4 separate regions of the Mus musculus genome follow, and all the other regions are linked to region 3. Evidence: chromatin contacts called from public Hi-C, HiChIP or PLAC-seq and promoter capture Hi-C data. All regions are on one chromosome and are shown on one strand. Each heading gives the region's core, a stretch centred on a gene start, on an enhancer-like site or on the middle of the called end of the contact. The rest is flanking DNA. Distances are from core to core; before and after follow the strand shown. Region 1 has its middle 45 kb from the start of Ppm1a. Region 2 overlaps Rtn1 (reticulon 1). Region 3 holds the start of Pcnx4 (pecanex homolog 4). Region 4 has its middle 16 kb from the start of Ppm1a.

Region 1 (2,700 bases), core at 150-2,649, 180 kb after region 3:
TATACTACTTTAATTGCATGCAAGTATTAAGGATGAGCAGTACAATAAGGAACTAACAAAGCAGTGGACAAAGTCCCGAGATTACTCCAATGGCAGTTCTTTAAAAGGGCTTTTCATAATGACCAAAATACTTGAGCCCACTTCCATGTCCAAGCCCAAAATCTTGCCTGAAGCCTACTTCTTTTGTTGCACCCTAAGATTAAAATTCCTGCCTTATCCTATTTCCCAATTATAGCCTAAAGTTAAATTCTTTCTGAAACTTACTTCCTTAGCATGCCCCAATATCAGATTCCTGCCCAAGCTTACTTCCTTGTCATGGCCAAGGTCAGATTCCTGCCTGAAGCCCATTTTCTTATCCTTGGCCAATGTCAGACTCCTGCCAAGCGACACCCCAAAAGGCCCTCCACACAGGGTGTGGTCCCACTCAGCTAATTGTCTGTGCTTACGCTTTCTGTCTCTTTCTAAGAATCAAGGAGCTGAGCTCATGAGATGATGATCCATGGGGGGGATGATCAAGTGGGAACCTGGGGTAATGACTGAAGTGATACCTTAAAAAAAAGACTGGGCTTTTGATCTCTAAGAGATGAGCTATCCAGAGAGTTTTTAGAATAGCAAGAGAAAGGTGTCTCATGCAGATACACACACACACACACACACACACACACACACAGAGAGAGAGAGAGAGAGAGAGAGAGAGAGAGAGAGAGAGAGAGAGAGAGAGAGAGAAGAGATCTGGAAAGCTATCTCAAGCAGAATGTAGGCTGTCAGCTTAGAACCGTGATTTGACTTGGAGTCATTTGTTTTGCTGTTCCCAGACACCCCTTTCTCAGAACCCCTCTCCAAGCTGAGGCTTGTCCTTGGCAACCCTGCACACTATTGACCCATCATTGACTGGGCTTAACTGTGAGCTGACGTGACAAGTTATTGAAATAATGTGTAGTTTCTTGCACAAGTTTCCACTCTTTTCAAAAAGACTTTTTTTTTTAAGATTTATTTATTTATTATATGTAAGTACACTATAGCTGTCTTCAGACACACCAGAAGAGGGAGTCAGATCTCGTTACGGATGGTTGTGAGCCACCATGTGGTTGCTGGGATTTGAACTCAGGACCTCCGGAAGAGCAGCAGGGTGCTCTTACCTGCTGAGCCATCTCACCAGCCCCTCAAAAAGACTTTTTATTAATTTTGTAGATCCCACATCATGCGTGCGCGCGCGCGCGCACACACACACACACACACACAAGCCAAGAGGGAAAAATGTTGTTCCTCCCTCTCCCGAGCTACTTCCAGGCCATTTCACTCCACCCTTTTAAAAACCTCTTCTCTTATTTTCATTCTGTACCAAAGACACCCACCCCACCCATCTGAAATAACAGTGGGCTGGCCACTCCCTTGCTTTCTGCTCACTAATGGAAGAGCCTGGTTTGCGCCTTTCAATACTTCAAGTCAGCAGCCATTACCCTCAAGGATTTTCTAGTAACCTTGGTCACAACCCTCACCTCCTACCTCCTGATCTTGCTTTCCATTCTTCCACAGGGGCTCAGGGCCCTTAACTTTTCACCCCCATAGATTTATCATTTCACAAACAATGCGTGTACTATCCCTTCTCTCATCCACAGCTGCCTCCCAGGACTCCTCCTGTTTGACCCTGGTGGACTTTTTGACTTGTAATCTTTTCACGCCCTGCCCTTGGTTTTCACAATGCACATTTGTCCTCTCTTCTTGTACCCTCTTAGATGCCCAAGCCCATCATTAAAGTCACCCTGCTGCACAGATGCTGGGCCTAATTGCCTTTCACTTCTATGGCATCTACCTACAAAACCTCAGTCCTGAGTGAACGCCACCACTCACCTCCCTTGTGTAAGGGCTGGCCCACCCAGTGTTGGCAAGGAAATCGCAGAATCAATTCAGGTTGGTGTCACAATACCATGTTAAGGACAGCGTTCCCTGTGTGAGCAGCACAGCCTGGCAATCTCACTTTTGTTCTCTCAAGATCCTTCTGTCTGCAGTTGCTGTTTCTCTGACTCACCCTCCAAAGACAATTTACTGCAGACCCTGTGTGTAAAATCCTAACTATATTTAACTGACATGCAATCTCATTTAGTCTGAGCTCAGTGGTTTGTAATCCCAGTTACAAACCCGGGATGAGTACTGCATTCAAGGGACTATAGATACTCAATTATATTGTGCAAAGCTTTACTAATTCTTTTTTTTTTTTTTAAGGATTTATTTTATTTAAAGATCTATTCATTTTGTTTATATGAGTAACTGTCTTCAGACATACCAGAAGGCCTCTTTTCCTTGAGTTCAACATGTGACATGTGACATGTGACTGACACACAATGGTCACACTGCTAAGCATGCACCTCACCTGCATCTGGCACCCAGTCACAAAATTCTCATCGTGAGAAGACTCAGAAATTAACCTCGATACAGATTGTTCTCGATCCCTCTCCCTCCCCTTCCCCCTCCCTCTCCCCTCCCCTCCCTCCCCCTCCCCCTCCCTCTCCCCTCCCCTCCCTCTTCCCCTCCCCCTCCCCCTCCCCCCTCCCTCTCACTGTTAAGAGACAGGTAAGCCCTAGAACCTTGCCATAATTGAAATAAGACCAATACCACAGGTGCTTATAAAGGCAAACCTACAAAGCTATGCACTTCTCTCCTTCGTCCAATTGAGGGCAAGCAAATGTCCTGAGGTATTTT
Region 2 (2,700 bases), core at 155-2,654, 250 kb before region 3:
ACTGAAAGAAAACACTCTCTGTAGTCAAAAGAATAGGAGTGGCCTAAATCTCCTTGGTATCTGGAGTTACTGTGTTAAAAAAACACTCCTAAGAGCATACAATAAGAGGACATGCAATGCTTTTCCCTAGTCCCCAAACTCAATTTTACTTTTGCTTTCACACAGGTTACTGCAGGCTCCTGGCTTCAGGCTGGGGAGTATGAACAATCCAATACGAATGTGCAGCTTCCTCCATCCCTCCTCTCTGCCCCACTTTGTACCTGATCCCTGATGGCCTCTATGGAGGTTAAATGTTTAATTTCAGTTATACAAAGGTCTGTTGAGTTTCTCAAGCTATGCAGTAACTCCAAATGTACCACATAACAGGGAGAAGCCAGGTAGAAAACACATTTGCACCCCACCCCCCGCAGTAGTGTGTCATCATTTCAGCATCTGAAACTGGTACTCGGGCAATTGAAGCAACAATTATTTCTGTATTTGCCACCCCACCCCCAGTAAACCAAACAAATACTGTTATTACTTTTGGACAACCTAATCTCTTCCTTTGAAGTAAAGGGGAACGGGAAGAAGAACGGGATCAATATTCCACTAATAATCCCCCGGCCCCCAGATTTTGGAAGCTGTGGATAAATAAGTACAGAAAGATATGAATACAGATACGGCTCAGCTGTTGCAGTGTAAGTCAGCAACACAGAGAGGCCGGGGTAAGTGTGGCCTTCAGTGTGCCTGGAATGTTTTGTGACATCATTTTTAGCTGCATGTCTCTACCAATGTCTGGTTTCAAGGACTGGGTCTTAGTCACCTTAGGCTCCTCAGCTCCTACCCAGGAATTCCTATGTACTTGATTCAGGAATCCATGAGAGTGTGGGTATAGACACGTCTAATAACGTAAATAAAGATGAGCCTACATGACCTGCTTACAATTCTGATTGCTTGACTCTAGAACCTCCTACCACAACTACTGATAGAAATATTAGTCTTCTCATGATGTTCAGTGTTCAGATCAACTTGACTTCAAAGCTAGTAAAAGTAGGTCAAGAGAAATGAACCAGACTGCCTATACCTCTGGACTGGACTTAACTTCACACTGCCTATCACCACCTTGCTCTGAGTTATCTGGGTTCATTTGTGTGGATACATTAATCTCCTTCATGGATGGGATGTCAGGGCAGCAGACAGTCTTCCTGTTCTCCACTCCCTCCATTCCAATGTCTTCTAAAAAGCCCAGCATATACTCTGTTCTTAATAATCGTTTATTCAGTAACTTTACTGAGGTGGCAAATGTTCACCCACTGAGAGTCAGACTGCTATTTCAGATAAAGCAAAGGGACTTAGGAACACACTGACTGCTTAGTTACATCACACGCTTGCACGTGCTTCCCGAAGCTGAAGCACAAGTCTCCGGGAAAGGTGCATGGAGAGCCAAGAGAACATGATCCTTGGACAGCAGCCCCATGCGGTGATCAGTGGAAGAGTCGGCCCCATCAGTGTGCGAGGCTTGGGCTGCGTTCTACTGAGATGTTAAAAAGAAAGGGGACTTGCCGCACGGAAGCCAGATGGGCTTGAATGCCATGGAACTTACAGCAGATGGCACTCAAATATTAAGCTAACATTTGCCTATGCTCCAAGACGAGCCGTGTGAAGCTGGTTACATGATGTCTATTTAGAAACAAGCAGCAGATAGGAAAATAAATCTGGTATCGCTAAAGCTGTCTGCTAAAAGCAAACCTAGGCATTATCACCCAATGTACTTTTTGTACAAAGGAAATGTTGATATTCCTAAGGCTGAGTTAAGTCTAACGAAAACACCCAGAACAGGGCAGCAGGAGCCCACTCTCCCCGGAACCTGTTCAAAAAACAGGCTCGGTCTGATGAAGCCGTGAAAATCTGCTTCTGTGAATCCCATGGCAACAGTGGCAGTCCTCAGACAAACACTTTACAAACCAGATTTGTTTTTCTTCTTTCTAAATACCTTTGTGTGATATTTTTGGAAAATGTTGAAATACAACCGGCATTGCGTAAGGTGTAAACACACTGTTCCAAACGCTCCAGTTTTAGATCGGGTGTTTGTTAGTTTCTCACTAACCCACGGTGGTGACTCTGCTGGTAACCCTGCAGCATCCGGCTCTCTGGGGGATGCCCCAGAAAGTCTTGTCAGCTGAAAGTCAGACTCAATAACACTTACAAAGTGCAGTGGCTATCCAGTCAGAGGAGAAGATACTCTCGAGATTTATAAGCAGCGCAATGTCACAGCATATTGGCCATCCACTTTGCCTGGGTTCTTCAAGGCTTCCTCCCAGAGAAGAGGAGTCACGGAATAGTCTCTGATTTTCTCATTAAATCAGAAGTATAAAGACTATGAAATCTTGGTCACCAAAAAGTCAAGAGCAGAGCTAATAAGAGAGTCATACAACCATGTGAACAGTGAAGAATCTCATAATGATTCTCTATGTGTAAAAACTTTCCTGGTAAAAAATGTTTGTCATAGACAAAGGAGCCCTACCTAATAACCAACTAGCACACAGAGCGTTGCCCTGATTTCTGTCATCATTTAAGACACCTTTGCTCACATGCTAATTAAAATAGATCAACTGAAAGGGGGGAATTGGAAGAGTATTAGAGAAATATGACATATTTATTTAAAGTATCAATAGTTCTGAGGTTATGCAAGAAAAATGTTTCTGGTTTTGGATATGCACA
Region 3 (2,700 bases), core at 163-2,662:
CCTGGTCTACAAAGTGAATTCCAGGACAGCCAAGGCTATACAGAGAAACCCTGTCTCAGAAGAAAAAAAAAAAAAGTAATCCAGCAAGTGAAGAGAGTCAGCATAGTTATAATATTCTGTGAAGGTTACCTATAAAAAGGCAGTATTCCTTTCATGTAGAATCATTTCAAATAAGAATGGAAAAATACCTGCGAGCCATGCTTAAGGCCTAAGTATTTATGACCTCACACCTTTCTTAAGTATTTGTAAACCTGAAAGTATTTGGGACTCTCCAAACAAGACTATAAACATATTTTTCAAAACACTGTTTTTACTTTATCAGTTGTAATCCGATCCAAATTCAGGAACCTTCTGATATCACTCAACTTCCTTAGCAGAGCTTCCTACATAACCTCAGACATCACCAACACTGTATACGTAACATGCAAAGTGGAAGTCCCCACACTTTGATGTGTCTTACGCTGTCATTGAGCACATCTATCAGTCCCTCTATTTTATATTAAAATCACTTGTAGCCCGGCGTGGTGGCACACGCCTTTAATCCCAGCACGCGGGAGGCAGAGGCAGGCGGATTTCTGAGTTCGAGGTCAACCTGGTCTACAGAGTGAGTTCCAGGATAGCCAGGGCTACACAGAGAAACCCTGTCTCGAAAAACCAAAAAAAAAAAAAAAAAAAAAAAAATCACTTGTAGACTCCAACTCTGCTTCATACAGGCTCGCCCTGGAATTTTTTTCCTGTGGCAAATTCAAGAATCCCAACTTCACTTGAATGGAGATCTCTTGAAAAAAAAAAAATCCAGTTGCTAGGGTGACTATCTACAACCTGTGTCCCTGGGCCCTGGCTCGCTGCCACAGACAGGTTCATTATTTTACATGGATATAGTTTATAATGTGCCCAAAGTACTATAATACTAAGAGCAAAAATATAAATATAACAGGCACATGTTACCATTTAAAAACATTCCCATCCCTGAGGCTGTTTGAATGGCCTTAGTTCTGTAGTCATTAATGGAGGTATCCGAACCCTGGGGGATTGGACTTTTATTGCACTTCTGAGTCACGGGTCTGCCAATCTTGGAAAGCCTAGGCTCCCCAAGAGACAGTCAAGTCATCCAGCTCTCCAGCCTCGAGGTTGCCAAACGATGGACTCGTCACCAAGGCAACCACGTTCCTTCGTCTGGGCGTGGCCCGGGTGAGAGTTCAGAGGTGGTGCTTAGGCCGCTCAAGAACCAGAGCACCAGTGCGGAAGAAGTCTGGGCGTCTCCCACAACACTAGCCCGCCCGGCCCTGCGCGGAGGAAACCCCGCCTACCCTGCGCTGCTGTGCCGCACACATGAATCCGCCTCCGGCAGAACCAGGCGGCAGGGGGCGGGACGAGACGCACAGCCCCGCCTCCGAGCGCGCGTGCGCACTGACCCCTGGGAGGCACGAGCGCAGTTGATCTTAGCCATGGGAACGGGAGCGGTCCTGGAGGCCTCCGGTCAGCTGCTGGCGGGGCCCGCATCCATCCTCGGGCAGGAGTTCCCAACCGACTTCAGCTGGGGAGATGTGGTCCCAGGACGCCCTCGCGTCGCCTCTCCCCTGCGGTGACTCCAGGTATGTCCGTCCCCAACACACCTGAGACTTCGTTGCTGCCTTAGTTTCCACCCCTGGGTACTACTGGGTTCCTTCACCTTTTAATACCTCAAGAAACATCTTTCGCTCTCCATGAAACAGCTTTTAAATGCAATTATTGCTCTTTTTAATGTACTGAGCAAATTGAGTTGATCGAGGTAGTGATCCAGTTTGGCTTTAATGTGACTGAGAATACTTTTGCAGCCCGTGGAGTTACGTTTTATTTCTGAGAGGCCTCTGTGAAATGGAGAATGGCCCTTTGGCCCTGCTGAGGGATGGCCATGTTACTCTAATCAAGTTCATGGCCTATGCCCCTTAGGTAAGATCACTCTTTCTTGGTTTATCTCTGTCTCAAGCCCTCCTGACCAAAATTTGTTCATTCTTGGCCTCCTGGATATGTATAGCGCGTTTCTCAGGTTTCTCTGTCTCTATATAATCCTTTGCGTGTCAAAGACCAGAATTTTTAAAAATGAATCCCATTCGTTATTTATTAGACCTCTGAATTGTATGCTCTCTTATTCTCATGTTCCCCTTATTCATTTTTTCCACTATGGTTCTATTTTTTTTTCATTAAATCCCTGAGTTTAGAGAGAGAGCATTCATATTATTTTATATCTGCTTCCATTCACACCCAATCACCCATAATTTCTCACAGCATCCAGTACAGATATTGCCATTTTAGTGATTTAACTGCCTGGATCCCAGGCTAGCTACAGGTTATGCCTTTCCTACCTTTAGGAAATGCCTATTGGTTATTAACTGCTGTGGAAAATCCCGGGCAGGGGACCTTTGCATCCTCCTCTGTGAGAGCTTTCCTGAGGTACATACAATTCATTTTCTGGAAGTATACAGCTTACTGGTTTTGAGCATCTCAACAGGTTTGCACAATCATCTCTACAAGTTGGTTTCGGAGCAATTTGATTACCTCCAAAAGAAATCTTTTCTATTTAGCTGCTTTTTCTCTCTCCTCCCCAATATTCCTGCTATTAGTTGTAGGCAATCACTAATCTTTAGTCTCAACAAAATTATTTCAGATACTCGATATAAACACAACCTTAAAACATGTGATCTGTGTGCGTGCATCTAG
Region 4 (2,700 bases), core at 104-2,603, 210 kb after region 3:
AGCATAATAAAATTCTGTACGATAGGCCAAAATTGTATAGGTAAGTTTAGACATGTATGTACTAAAATAGTTCCAGAATGCCCCAGGTAGAAAAATACTTTGTAAAATAGGATTCCTGTTCCATTGCTGATATTAAAACTGGTAAGGGCTAAAGCTGTCGTTCACTTGGCAGAGTGAAGCTTAACCTGCACCAAGCACTGGGTTTTATTCCTATCACCATTAATATTTCTCTGCCAGTAAAATGAGCCAGTTCAAGCCAGATTTTATATATGCAGGTTTATTGGGAAACCGCTCTCTGTGCGGGCAAGTTGGCTGGCCCCAAGGAAAGAGGCCAGGGAAGTTAACTGGGGAAGGAGACAGAGGACAGGTGGGGGCGGGGAGAGAAAGTCGGGGGAGGAGAAAAAGAGGTTTAGAGACCAAAATGTCTGGATTATATAGGAAAGAGTCTGTGGGGCAGAAGGGGAGCCCACCTCCTGGGTTGGGAAGGTCAGGGTGGAAGATTGGATAAACCAAGTACAGGCTGAGGGAAGCTGAGGAGGCCCAGAGGTCAGGTCTGCTTCAGTAAGTAAGATATGTGCTTCATTCAGCCCTCATCTCAGTCTGAAACCCAACAACCAACCAGGCATGCGTGGCGGCACAGCTCTGTAATGCTAGCACTTGGAAGGGGGAGCAAGAGGTTCAAGGGTCAAGCTCAGCTACAGAGTGATTTGAGGTCATAAACAAACATACAATATGGCATATGCAGGAAAAGTGGAAACCGTTATGTTAAAAACTGAATAAGCCAGACTGAAAAAGACAAGCGCCACATACTTTCTCTCATATGTGGAGGTTCTATATATAAATGTACGTATTATATATATATGTGTCTGCATTTATGTCTCTAGACTCTGGAGCTAGAAAAGGGATCATGAGAATGGGAGAAAGATGTTAAGGAAGGTGATGTGTGGGGTAATGAAGGACAGGGAAGAAGGAAGCTGGGCTGGGCTGTCTTGGGCTTGGAAAGGTGGCACCTGGGGCATGGGGAATAAAGGAGACCAAAGCATAAAGATGCAAAACCTCTGAAGGCTTGAGATGTTGTTCATTACGTTTAACAACAGAGACAGCGTGAGAGACAGGTACCTCTTAAAAGCAAGGTAGAAACAAAGAGCAACCTTGATGTTGCATAAAATAATACTCAAACGAAGGGAAAGAGGCTCGGCATGGCAACTCCTCTTGTAAAAAGTATGCACCAGAGCCTAAGCCAGGCTTGGGAGAACAAGGGGGCCAAAATGCCTTCCTTCTTTTATCCCTAAAGGAGATGGTATCTGAGTCTCCCTCCATTGAAGGAAGCGCCACTTCACGATCTGAGGTGATTGGCTAACGTAGCAAAAGGGAAGGGGAAGGAAATACAAGCCCTTGCCAGGCTTGCTACCTTTGATAAGGAAAACGGTTTCTCACCGTGAGCTTTATATTTCTATATAGCTGAGCTATAACAGGGCCCCTGTGAAAGGTCAAGTGTGAGTTCCTGTTTTAAGAGCTAATCTTTAGCGAAGTCATTACAAATGGAAATGTCTTATAAAAGTGAGAAAATCCTGTTTTGTAAGTCAATAGTGTGCTGGCCCGGGAAATTCTTTAGCAGATCCCAGCAGGTCCCGATGACTCAGGAAATCTCATAATCACATTTTTTTGGCCCAGTTTTTCTCAGGGAATACAGATGGTATCAGGGTCCCCCTTTCCGCTAGGCTTTATTTTCATGGGCTGTGTAAATGTTTTCCTCTGATGAAGAGTTCTGTGGATTACTAGAGTGGAAAGAGTGGATCGGAAAGGAGGAAGTGGCAAGATCAGTGGACAAATGAGAATCTCACTTGAGAAAACTCAAGATTTCCCCAGAGTTACCTTTAGTTACGTTAGGTTAGTTATCGTAACCTTTAGTTACGATACAGCCTCCAAAAGTTTGAATTAATGGCCTATGGTTATTTTGATCGTTTCCAAACACTAATTTTTGTAAATTGCAATTGTGTCATCTTTGTTAGGGACCAGCGGCCGAGGCGTCTATTAACATATCAAAGCAGCGACTGCTGGCTTCCGGGCTGCGGCACCTTCCTGAGCATCTCATCCTACTCCCTACCTTTCACTCCCAGGGGCGGTGCTTCCGCTTCTCGTCCTCCAGCCTGACACTGTATAAATTCAGCCATTTTGGTTGCCCTGCCCTCTTGGCTTCTCGGCCTGAACCACCTCTCTGGGTCAGCAGCCCTTCTCGCTCTCCCTCTACCTCCTCTCCTCTCTAAGGGTCTGGTTTAGTGGGCCAGCCATGTTTTCGCCTGGATCTTCCCTCTGCCTGCTTCCTCCTTTATATCTGCGATAAAAATCTTTATACTTCATACCTCCTGCTATTTCTGGAAGTTTTAAAATTCCAGTTAGTCTGCCCATTTTGGATCTTTGATTCTGTTACCTAGGACTTCTAATTTGGTGCAGGGAGGGGGGAAGAAAACTTGCTTGAGTTTTAAAATTTTCTTCATTTTTTTTTTTTTTTTTTAAGACTTGGAAATTGAGTTACTGTAACTACACAATGTAAAACCGGCTGGGTACCACCTCTTCCCCACTGTACCTCAAGTGTATCCTGTACATTTATGGAACCTGAGGGATTGTTCCCTTTTGTATATCTTCCTGACTAACCCAATTCAAGGAGGAAATACATTGTCTTAAAGCCATCGCACATCT

The links. Promoter capture Hi-C pulls out the DNA fragments that hold promoters and counts their contacts. Hi-C and Micro-C count contacts between places; a contact is called where the count stands out from the background. HiChIP or PLAC-seq counts read pairs in DNA pulled down with a chosen protein or histone mark.
Region 1: an H3K4me3 HiChIP or PLAC-seq map of embryonic stem cells shows a contact between it and region 3, with 26 read pairs. The contact joins the enhancer-like site here to the promoter of Pcnx4 in region 3. A contact is called at or near these places in 3 of 39 promoter capture datasets (cranial neural crest, hippocampal neurons and neutrophils), 2 of 484 Hi-C or Micro-C datasets (embryonic stem cells and neural stem cells), 2 of 115 datasets of contacts at active chromatin or transcription factors (both in embryonic stem cells) and 2 of 9 other capture datasets (adipose tissue and pancreatic islet).
Region 2: a contact with region 3 is called in a Hi-C map of forebrain, with 4 times the contacts expected there. The contact joins the enhancer-like site here to the promoter of Pcnx4 in region 3. A contact is called at or near these places in 2 of 39 promoter capture datasets (hippocampal neurons and liver), 3 of 484 Hi-C or Micro-C datasets (cerebellum, cerebral cortex and forebrain) and 1 of 9 other capture datasets (pancreatic islet).
Region 4: a promoter capture Hi-C map of neutrophils shows a contact between it and region 3, with 2.9 times the contacts expected there. The contact joins the enhancer-like site here to the promoter of Pcnx4 in region 3. A contact is called at or near these places in 11 of 39 promoter capture datasets (the 3T3-L1 cell line, 3T3-L1-derived adipocytes, the C10 cell line and 7 more), 17 of 484 Hi-C or Micro-C datasets (CD4 T cells, CD8 T cells, the G1E-ER4 cell line and 13 more), 6 of 115 datasets of contacts at active chromatin or transcription factors (the 230-238 cell line, embryonic stem cells, extraembryonic endoderm stem cells and 2 more) and 3 of 9 other capture datasets (adipose tissue, liver and pancreatic islet).

What each region holds. Positions count from the first base shown.
Region 1 is chr12:72,714,667-72,717,366 of GRCm38.p6, forward strand. No RefSeq gene overlaps it. Among named protein-coding and RNA genes, the nearest start is that of Ppm1a, 45 kb to the right of the region's middle. Within about 2 kb of position 1,400, at least 10 of the 459 cell types and tissues checked have an H3K27ac peak or open chromatin away from gene starts, as enhancers often do. A contact at or near this core is called in embryonic stem cells, where this site is marked.
Region 2 is chr12:72,284,052-72,286,751 of GRCm38.p6, forward strand. The region is part of intron 3 of Rtn1 (reticulon 1); the gene reads right to left. Among named protein-coding and RNA genes, the nearest start is that of Gm52013, 25 kb to the left of the region's middle. Within about 2 kb of position 1,405, at least 38 of the 459 cell types and tissues checked have an H3K27ac peak or open chromatin away from gene starts, as enhancers often do. A contact at or near this core is called in cerebellum, cerebral cortex, forebrain and 1 more, where this site is marked.
Region 3 is chr12:72,534,945-72,537,644 of GRCm38.p6, forward strand. It overlaps Pcnx4 (pecanex homolog 4), which reads left to right and starts at 1,413. Exons shown (of 11, transcript NM_026327.3): 1 at 1,413-1,595.
Region 4 is chr12:72,743,573-72,746,272 of GRCm38.p6, forward strand. No RefSeq gene overlaps it. Among named protein-coding and RNA genes, the nearest start is that of Ppm1a, 16 kb to the right of the region's middle. Within about 2 kb of position 1,354, at least 29 of the 459 cell types and tissues checked have an H3K27ac peak or open chromatin away from gene starts, as enhancers often do. A contact at or near this core is called in the G1E-ER4 cell line, the HPC-7 cell line, embryonic stem cells and 2 more, where this site is marked.